Linked DNA regions of Sus scrofa: region 1 is linked to region 2. The links are chromatin contacts, called in public Hi-C maps. All regions are on one chromosome and are shown on one strand. The core of a region is the stretch at or near the end of the contact, and the rest is flanking DNA. Distances in the headings are between cores, read along the strand shown. Region 1 has its middle 21 kb from the start of PAK1. Region 2 has its middle 330 kb from the start of PAK1.

The links. A called contact is a pair of places that touch in the nucleus more often than the background predicts.
Region 1: a Hi-C map of fetal skeletal muscle shows a contact between it and region 2, with 2.3 times the contacts expected there. The contact joins two enhancer-like sites. A contact is called at or near these places in 2 of 47 Hi-C or Micro-C datasets (embryonic fibroblasts and fetal skeletal muscle).

What each region holds. Positions count from the first base shown.
Region 1 is chr9:11,991,499-11,996,911 of Sscrofa11.1, reverse strand. No RefSeq gene overlaps it. Among named protein-coding and RNA genes, the nearest start is that of PAK1, 21 kb to the right of the region's middle. Within about 2 kb of position 1,486, at least 25 of the 83 cell types and tissues checked have an H3K27ac peak or open chromatin away from gene starts, as enhancers often do. A contact at or near this core is called in fetal skeletal muscle, where this site is marked.
Region 2 is chr9:11,643,324-11,648,536 of Sscrofa11.1, reverse strand. It overlaps the pseudogene LOC100622525. Among named protein-coding and RNA genes, the nearest start is that of PAK1, 330 kb to the left of the region's middle. Within about 2 kb of position 2,541, at least 1 of the 83 cell types and tissues checked has an H3K27ac peak or open chromatin away from gene starts, as enhancers often do. A contact at or near this core is called in fetal skeletal muscle, where this site is marked.

The DNA of each region.
Region 1 (5,413 bases), core at 237-2,736, 350 kb before region 2:
TTCTTGAGCCACTCTGGCAGCATATGGAGGTTCCCAGGCTTGGGGTCGAATCGGAGCTGTAGCCACCGGCCTACACCAGAGCCACAGCAGCACGGAATCCAAGCCGTGTCTGCGACCTACACCACAGCTCATGGCAACGCCGGATCCTTAACCCACTGAGCACGGCCAGGGATTGAACCCGAAACCTCATGGCTCCTAGTCAGATTCATTAACCACTGCGCCACGACGGGAACTCCCAATTTTTTTTCTTTTTATAGCTGCACCTGCAGCATATGGAAGTTCTTGGGCTAGCAGTCGAATCGGAGCCACAGCTGCTGGTCTACACCACAGCCGTGACAACACTGGCATGTTACACTTACCACTATACCACCAATGTTACACTCATGGCAACACTGCATCTGAGCTGCATCTGCAGCCTACACTGTAGCTGGCAGCAATGCTGGACCCACAACCTACTGAGTGAGGCCAGGGATCAAACCTGCCTCCTCATGGACACTGTGTCGGGTTCTTAACCTGCTGAGCCACACCAGGAACTCGACAAAGGTTCTTTTTACATTAATTAATACATATTCAAAATATTCTCGGTTTTCATTTCTAATATAGTACATGCTGATACACAGAACCTAGATAAATACCATTCTTTGGGATCCTCAGTAATTTTTAGGAGTGTAAAGAAGTCCTGAGACCGAAAAGCTTGAGAAGCACTGTCCTTCTTTGCAGTTGGATCCCTGCTGCAACACCCAGGACAACCAGCCTCCAGGGTGTGCTCTGACACTTCGTGGGACAGGGGAGGGGTCATCACGTCCCGGAACAGCTGGTTTTATCTCTGGGCTCCTCTGCCTGCTAGAAAGTTCTGGCAATGAGTCAAAAATCTCAGTTTTGTAGACTCCCACTGACTGGTCTTAGACCCACCCGTTATCTTCACACATTGCAATTTGGAGCCCTCTTCCCCGTCGGCAAGACAGTCATCAGTTCCCCTTTGTGGCGCCCCGGAGGGAATCAGCCTGTCCTTCGGGCGACTGAAGCGCATGTGTGTTTTTCCGAGTCAGCCAGTGATTTGTAGCAAGCTCTGCCAAGCCAGATCGCTCACAGCTGCTCTTCCAGGAACCAGAGGATTATCCTCCGTCCCGCAGTGGATGTGAGAACCTTTTTGTTGTTGGTTTTACCAATAAATGAAAGTTTTCCATTATAAAGGACACATACTTATGAAGGAATTTTTTTTTTTTAAAAAAGTAGGGAAAAAAGAGATTTAAAAATAGAAATGGGGTCATGATTAGCCCTGACTTTCCTGTTTTGGCATCTAGCTCCCTTTCAGGCTTGCCCTGAATACTGTTCTTTTCAGACAATTCTTACAGGCAGGTATGTGCACTATGCCTCCAGCGGCTTCACAGAGTGACAGGCTGCCTGCTCCTTGGTCAGTCCCCAGCCCCATCAGGACAGCGGTGGCGGAGGGACACTCAGAGGAAACAGGAAGCTTGCAAGGATTGTGACTCCTGTGCTATCTGAAGGCACTTTAGGCCAGATCTCTCCAGGCTGCGTAGGGTCAAAGAGAACAGACACGGTACTACAGCAGCAACTAGTAAATTTTTTTTTTCTGCATTTTTTGGGGGAGGTAAAACATGAAGTCCTTAGGGACATTCTACTTCTGAGAATCTATACTAAGGAAATGATAGGAGATTTAAATGGCGTTATGTGTCTATTGTTATTTATAATGTTAATATGAATGTATAATAACAAGCTAAATGCTCCACAGTAAAGGTTTGGTTTAAAAACTACCTGCAGGAGTTCCCTTCGTGGCTCAGCAGTTAACAAACCTGACTAGGATCCATGAGGATGCAGGTTGGATCCCTGGCCTTGCTCAGTGGGTTAAGGATCCGGCATTGCCGTGAGCTGTGGTGTAGGTCGCAGATGTGGCTTGGATCTGGGCTTGCTGTGGCTGTGGTGCAGGCCGGCAGCTGCATCTCTGATGGGCCCCCTAGCCTGGGAAACTTCATAAGCCCCGGGTGCGCCCTAAAAATACAAAACAAACAAACAACCCCCCCCAACTATCTGCAAGGGAACAAGGGATATATGGGAAGTCTCTGTACCTTTCCCTCAGTTTTGCTGTGAACCTAAAACTGCTTTAAAAAATGAACATCTTTAAAAAACCAGAAAACAACTGTATGCTTGTAGGTTCTGGGCTAGTAAAAATAAATGACATTTACAAAAACTTTGATGTGGGAAAATTTTAAACATAGAGAGTTATCTGGTTTGTGACTAGTATACAGTTTTTATGTTTTATTGACTGAAAATTGAAAAAAGCAGGTAAGCAATATATATATAGGACAGTTTTTTTTTTTTTTTTCTTTTTTCTTTTGGCCATACTTGTGGCCTGTGGAAGCTCCCAGGTGAGGAATTGAACCCTTGCCACCATAGTAACCAGAGCTACAGCTGTGACGATGCCGGATCCTTAACCCACTGAGCCACCAGGGAACTCGAGTACAGTTTGGATTACGTAAATGTTTTGTTACAAAGTGAAAAAAATTTATCTTCATGGTTGGCACCAACATGTCTCAACGGAGGAAACTGTCCTGTGAAAATGCTTTGAAATGCCCTGTAGGCACAGATGTCAACAGATGTCCAGCTCAGACAAGGGGAAGCTGCTGTGCATGAAGCAAAGAGAGGAGTATGGTTTATTGACTGTGAAAAGAATGGGGAAGAAAGAAGCTATTGGTCAGCACTATTACAATCGCAAATGACGGAAATTTAACTCAGTCTGGCTTAAGGGAAAACCCCAGGTGTCTCCTTAGATAGCTTGGATGTAGGGACTCGAACATATTTTGTTCTCTCTCCATCTCTTGCTTTGGTCTTCCTTTGTCTTGATTCCCTCTCAAGCAGGCTCTTTACTTGTGGTGGCAAAGACGGGCACCAGCAATGCGAGGCTGACCTTTCCACCAGCACAGTGACCCCAGGGGCACCTCCCACCAAGAGTTCCCACAAGCCTGTCCCTGAATAGCAGTCTGGCCAGGAAGATGGAATGCACCAGTTTCTGGGCTTAGTCACTTGTTTGGTCACTGGAATAGGATAAGGGTCAGCCTTGCTCAAGTTTTTTGGAAGTTCCAAAAAATAATTTGCAAGGTTTCTGGCATGGGCTTCTAAAACCCTCAGGATTTCCTGAGTGACAAAAATGCCTTTGTTATTATTATAACCCTTGGATCACTCCTGAGTTTATGCTAATGAGGGGACTCGTGATGGAACCCTACCTAGCTTCAGGATGGAGACTGGTCCCCAGAAAGACCAGCCACTGGTTAGGTTGGGACTTTGCGCTAGCCCACCCTCAAGGGAGGGGAGAGAGATTAGAGATTGAGTTCAAGCACAGGTCCAGGATTGAATCAATGAAATTGCAGCAAAGCTCAGTGGAAGTTCCTTGTTGGTGAACACAGGTTGGGAGGAGGAGTTGCCCTCATTCCTGAAGCTCTGTGTTCAGGACCCTCCCAGATCTTACCCTGTGTGTCTCTTCATTTGGCTGGTCTGATTTGTATCCTTTATAATAAAACTCTAGTTGTAAGTCTAGCGCTCTCCTCAGTTGTGTGTCATTCTTTTGAATTAGAGAACCTGGAGGCGGTTATAGGAATCCTCTGGATTTGTAGCCAGTTGGTTGGAAGTATGGGTGACCTGGGACCCCACTTGTTCCTTGTGTCTGAAATGGGGCAGTCTTGTGCGCTTAAAGCTGTGCAGTCTGACCTTAAGTCTGGATGCTTAGTGTCAGAACTGAGATGCAGCACACGGGATGATGTCAGAAACAAAATAGGATTGAGTCTACATCCATGCACTGCAGAACAGAGGAAGAGGTGGGGAGCCTGGACCCTAGAGGCCAGGTGGTTATGAGGACAGAAAATCTCTTGGAAAGAACTGGAACCTTGAAGAGGGCTTTGGATTTTCATAAGACATGGGGTTGGAGAGAAGGCGTCTGAGCCAGTTTTATCTCAACCTTTCAGAGAAGGAAGGTCCCCAGCTGAACTGAACGTACATTCGTGTTTGCTGTGGGAATCTGTGTTCACAGGGCTTCACTTTTATGAGCTGATTCCAACTAGTTTTTCCAATAGAACACACTTCTTTCACTCACTTGTGAGCAGATCTTTCTTATGTTTTACACATGTGCTTTCAAAGGTCCCTAGTCACTCTCAGAGCCTGGTGTAGAAGCAGATAGTGGAAGGGCTGGCTAATGTGGGATGGTGGATTTGCAAAGCAAGTGCAAGGTAAAGTCAAGGGGGCAAGATGCATTACCCAAGATGTGCGTGTTCTGTCTGTCGAAGCCCCAAATACCAGCAAGTTCATGCTATTGATGGTGACTTCCAGCCTTTAGATAACTCCAAACTGTGTCATTTTATGAATAAAAGGGGAAAGGTTCTAAAGCAACTGAGAAGTGAGTAGCAGTTGCAATACTGATGTTAGCCATTTCCTTTCTTTCTTTCTTTTTTCTTTTTTTTTGCAGCTTTGAAAATCAGTGTGATCTGATGGTAACCTTTGCAATGAATTTGGGAACTGCTTTCCCCTAAATCGGAGTGATTTCTGTAAAAGCCATAACATATATTGTCGTGTAACATGGTGGCCTCTGAGGATAAATTGAGCAGAGAACCAACTGTACAATCTTAGTGTATTTTCAGAGACTCAATCTTAGTCTTTATTTATTTATTTATTTAGGCCATGCCCATGGCATGCAGAAATTCCTGGGTCAGAGATCGAATCAGCACTACAGCAGTGACCCGAGCTGCTGCAGTGACAATGCTGGATCCTTAACCCACTGTGCCACAAGAGACCTCCCTGAGTGTTCACCTTTTTTTTTTTTTTTTTTTTTTTTTTTTTTTTTTGCATTTAGGGCCTCACCTGTGGCATATGGAGGTTCCCAGGCTAGGGGTCACATTGCAACTGTACCTGCTGGCCTATGCCACAGCCACAGCAACATGGGATCTGAACTGCGTTGAGACCTACACCACAGCTCACAGCCATGCCAGATCCTCAACCCACCGAGGAGGCCAGGGATTGAACCTGCATCCTCATGAATGCTGGTCAGATTTGTTAACCACTGAGCCATGACAGGAACTCCTGAATGTTCACCTTTAAATGGAATGCTCTGTTTGTGCTAGGCGGCTTCCATAGAGTGCATTTATAGTAACCGTGGCATAAATTCAGAGTATAAAAGCTGGCCCCATCTCCTCATTCCAGATGAGGAAACTGAGGCCCTGGGAAGTAAAGAGATTTGCCTAAGGGCACCTGGTGAGATAGTGGTGGTGGGCACAGTTTAGGTAAGATGGGCCATGTTCACGTTCCTCAATCCTGTGTCTTCTCCAGGTGAGATCAATAGTGAGTAAATCCTAAGACCGTAGAAAGTGGGTGCTAAAAGGAAAATTGAAACCGCCCCTTTCATTAGAAA
Region 2 (5,213 bases), core at 1,292-3,791:
TTGAGAATATTGATTCTTCCATCTAGGAACATGGTATATCTTTTCATCTATTTTTTGTCATCTTTTAATTCTTTCATCAATGTCTTATAGTTTTCAGAGTACAGGTCTTTTGCCTATAGTTACTTTTTTAAAAAAACATTGAGATGTAGTTGAAATACCACACCATTCAATATCTCAAAGTATTCAATTCAGTGTATATTCAATCTAGTGTATAACAAGTTTGTAAAACCATCACAACTATATAATTCCAGTATATTTTCACCATACAACATACAGCCTTTGGTGACTGGTTTCTTTTGCTTAGCATAATGTGTTTTTAAGTTTTATCCATGGTGTACCATGAATCTGGATTTCTTTTTTTAATGATCGAGTAACATTCCATTGTAATACTATACCACATTTGATTTATTCATTCATCAGTTGAGGGACATTTTGATTTCTACTTATTGACTCTTTTGAATAATGCTGCTATGAAGAATTAACTTGATTAAAAAACTTACATGTTTTTGTATAGACACAGTTTTCATCAGATTCCTTTAGACTCATATCCTAGCCACCAAAATAAATTTGCTAGCAACAGCAGTAGTCCCATGGTACCAATATTTGTGGTATATAGGATCACCAGCATCCTGAGTTTGCCTTATTTTCTTTGTTGTATCTTCCCTCAATCCCAAGTCCAGAGTATATCTGTAGCAGGAGTTTATAAAATTTAGTTGGCAGAAAGCTGTGACAAAGATCATTGTTTATTCCTCTGGGCTTTTGCTAATTCTGTTTCTTTCTGGAATACCCTTCCTCATGTCTGCCAGACCAACTCCTGTCTATCCTTCATGAGTTCTTTTAGGTATTATCCTCTCTGGAAATGTGATTTATTGTCTGCCTTTATCTCTAGACTGAGTAGGCATCATTTACCTGTTTGACAGATTGAAGATTTGAGCTCAGAGAAAGAAAGGGAGTTTACCAGGGTCCTGAAGTAAGTTAATGGCAAGAATAATACTGGATACAGCCTCTTTTGACTCCTAGTCCAGGATATATATATATTTTTTATGAACCAGAATCATTTGTACTATCACCATTTTGCTACAGTTTTCAGGGTTGTAAAATAAAAAATGAAAGACAGCAATATTCCAGATGGATGAGCTAGGCAAGATATGTTTCTTCTAATTTCCTGACCTTGGTCTTCTTAGCTGTAAAATGGGGATAATCCATGCTGTTCAGTTCCTGGAGTTTTTTTGAGGAGACTGTTAGACAGTGACTGTGAATGGGCTTTGTGAAGGGCTATACACACAAGAGGGAGGAGATTTTTACTTCTAGGAGAATATTTATAGAGTGCCAGATGGCTCTGTGATTGCATGGCTTCTCCAGTTCTCTCCTGCTTTCCTTCCCCAGGTACCCGGTTTTCTTCTGGTGGTTCCCAGCTAATAAGTACTCAGCCTAAATTGCACAACACTCATGATAAGTCCTGGCAGCTAGGCTTCCTTTCCTTCCATAATTCCCTCCTCTTCCATTTCAGCCGAACTGTTCCTCTTATTATTCCCCATTAATCTTTGTTAAACTGTCATTTCAACCAGTAGTTGCCTCTAGTTAAATTGGTCAGTAGATATCAGGGGATATCACAAAGAATAAAAACCTTGATCAGGTAAACTGAGTATTGCAGCCCCTGCTCTATGGGACTGACCTCTTTCCTTGGAGAGTAACATAGTCTCTTAGGCAGCTTCTTAATATTTTCTGGAGTGTCCCTAGACTAAGCTCTATATTGGGTCGTACTTGAGATTCAGAAAAATAATGAACATAATTAGAAGCTATGATTGTGGGCCATGATTTTGGCCCTCAAAAAGCTTACATTTTAGGTAAGGAGGTAGGTCTTAAAAACCTCAAAGATCATACAAGACAAGAAATGACTAAATGCATAAATGTATGGTGATTTGGCAGTTTCAGTGCCTAGGTAATTCAGAGAGAGAGGAGAAATCAAGAACCTGAACAAGTCTTTAAATGGTGGTTGAGAGTTTAAAAGGGAGGATGAGAAGAAGAACATTCTAAGCAAGGAGAAGAAAAAGTAAGCAAAAACTTGAAAGCGGGAATCTGGGAGGTTTATGCAAAGGTTATAGAGTGAAAAGTGGTCCATGGAAGCGAAGCCAACTTCAGTGTTACCCTGTACGTTCATTCATGAGTTAAATGATTTCATTTCCCCAGGGCTCCTTTTTATACACTTCTCATCCTCTGAGCCATTCTCTTTCATTACTAAAGTTCCTGTGTATTTATTTGTACTTGACACTTCATGCCAATGATGCTATATTGTATAGTATAGTATTAACATATGATATAAATAAAATATGAAAATATAAGGCAAATAAATATAAAACAAAAATCTAAAAAAAAACCATAGAAATAACATAATTGTTCTTTCCTAAAAATCACTTAAGTACCAGATCAGAGGATATTTAGAAACAGAAAGTAATTCCGAAGCCCTGCCACATGTCTCATGCACTCTAGCTATGAGTAAGACAGATGGGCTTATGTCATAAATGACTGCTTAATTTGGGCCCTGGTATACCCTTAGCCTTCCCTTTCTCAAAGCAGCTGTTTCTGGAAGGGAAATGTCCATGTGTATAAATAGTTTGAAGCCTAGCAACTGGCACATAGACAAATGGTTCTCATTAAGATACTGAGGAAAGAACCTTTGGAATGAGACCTGAGTTCAAATACCAACTCTGACTAGCTATGTGAGCTTGAGAAAATTATTTAACTGCTTTTTAGTTTTTTTCCTGCAGAATTACAGTAGTAGTAGTATATCCCCTAGGATTTTAAGAATTAAAATAATTGTGTTATGATATCTTATACATGGTAAGTTCTTATTTAATGTTATTTCTTCTCCTCATTATACCAAAGTATGTTTTCTTGACTTAACTTGAATCTTTCAGGGAGACAAAGTAGTATAATGTAAAGAGCCTTGGCTCTGATGCCAGAGATTTTGAATTTCAGTTACTTCGGTAATTATAGGCAAGTCCATGCTTCAATTTCCTAATCCCCGTGTGAAAATTGACCCTCAGGATTGTGTTGAGTATAAGAGATGATGTGTATGAAGTACCTGTTAAAACTGTATGATGCTGTGTTAGAAAGAATTGTAGCTACAGAGCTTAGAGGATGCCGATCTTTCTGTTTTCATAGACGTATGGAATGTAGAAGTTAGAAGGATGGGTGCTTAAAATCATCTAGTAGGTGGGCCAGGAAGGTAGAGGAAGACCCTGAGCTAACCTCCTCCCAGCAGCACATCAAAATTACAACTGTTTACAGTGCGTCCATGGGAACTCTTTGAAGACTCACAGAAAAAACTTTCCAGAACTAAGGAGAAAAAGAGGGAAGCACAAGATGGGAATCAGACACCCAGGTTCAGGAGGCACAGAGGGTCCCAGACAAGATGAACTCAGATAAGTTCGCACCAAGACACATTATAATTAAAATGGCCCCCCCAAAATTCTAAAAACAGTAAGAGAAAAGCAGGTAGTTATGTATAAGGGAACTCCCAAAGACTCCAAACTGAATTTCAGTAGAAACTTTGCAGGCCAGAAGGCAGTGGCACTATATATTCAAAAATGATAAAATGAAAAAAACCACAATCAAGAATACTCCACCTGGCAAGGCTTTTATTCTGACTTAAAGGAGAATTCAATAGTTTTACAGATGAGACAAGCTAAAAGTTCAGTACCACTAAACCAGCTTTACAAGAAGTGTTTAAATTCTCTAAGTGGAAAAAAGACCATAACTAGAAATATGAAAATTAAAAAAGAACAAAGTATCACCTGCAAAGGCAAACATACAGTAAAGGTAATAGGCCAACCACGTATAAAGCTGGTAGGAAGATTAAAGAACAGAAGTAGTAAAATCAAATATATGTGCAATAAGAGGTTAAGCAACACACAAAACCAAAGGAGTAAAATAAGATGTCAAAAAATTGAAGTGGGAGTGGGGGTAAATGCAGACTCGTTAGGATACATTTGAACTTAAGAGATGATCACCCTAAGATAATCACCACACACACACACACACACACACACACACACACACACACTGTTATATAAGAACCTCAAAGTAGCTACAATTCAAAAATCTATTATAGGAGACACACAAAAAGGAGAAAGGAATCCATACATAATACAAAATATAATTGTCAAATCATGGAGGAAGTGACCAAAGAAGAAAGGAATAAAAAAGAACCAGAAAACAATGAATGGAATGTCAACAAGTACACTATGCTGTACAGCAGAAATTGACACAACACTGTAAATCAACTATAATAAAAAATAAAATATGCTCACCAGATGTAGAGAAAAATATACATGGACCAAATGTTCAAATGAAAAAAGAGTGGCTTAATGGATTCTTAAAAACCCCGTATAAGAAACTGACTTTACACCTAAAGATACAAACTAAAGTGAGATGATGGAAAAAATGCATACAAACGGAAACAACAACAACAGCAAAGCAGAGGTAGCAACATGCATAATACAAAGTTGACTTTAAAATGCAGACTTTATACAGAATGGAAATACAAGTGCCTCCATCACCACCAGATGTGGCCAAGTCAAACACAGCAGTGTGTGTCTGCAATGAAAGTGTAAGGACTGTCATTGTATCTTCTGAGAAGGTTGTAGATTTGTTACCCAACAGAAACAACCACACAGTTCCCTCCCACAGAACTGAAGAAGTGTGGTATGGCAGGAATGAGCAGACCCCTTTAAAGGTGGTGCCAAGAACCACATCACCACCGGCATCCGTTGCCACTGCCCATCTGATCCATCAGACAGGCTCCAGGTCATTGGAACCTTCTGGAATTTTACTTAAATCTGGCAATTACAGTGGACACTCAGAAGGGCTGTTCAGCAGTAGATCTCCAGCTCCTCCCGTCTCTGTTAATTACTATTCTCTAAACTCCCATCAGCACATAGACTGGAAAAACTATAAAATGTACAAAAGTATATTCATAACAAGCCTGTTATCAGAGAAGTCCATATGAAAAGGTGGAGGAAAGGAAGGCTTCAAGTACCAGTCCCCCTGTGACTCCTTGGCTTCCATCCCATTTATAGATGAACCAACTAGTCCCAGCATTGATTATGATACTTCACACATCCCTGCTTCTGCTGTCATCTCTGCCTCTACCTCTCAGGTACTCTCCATAGCAACAGTCCCTTCCAGTCTCACAACTTCAGCTCCTTTAA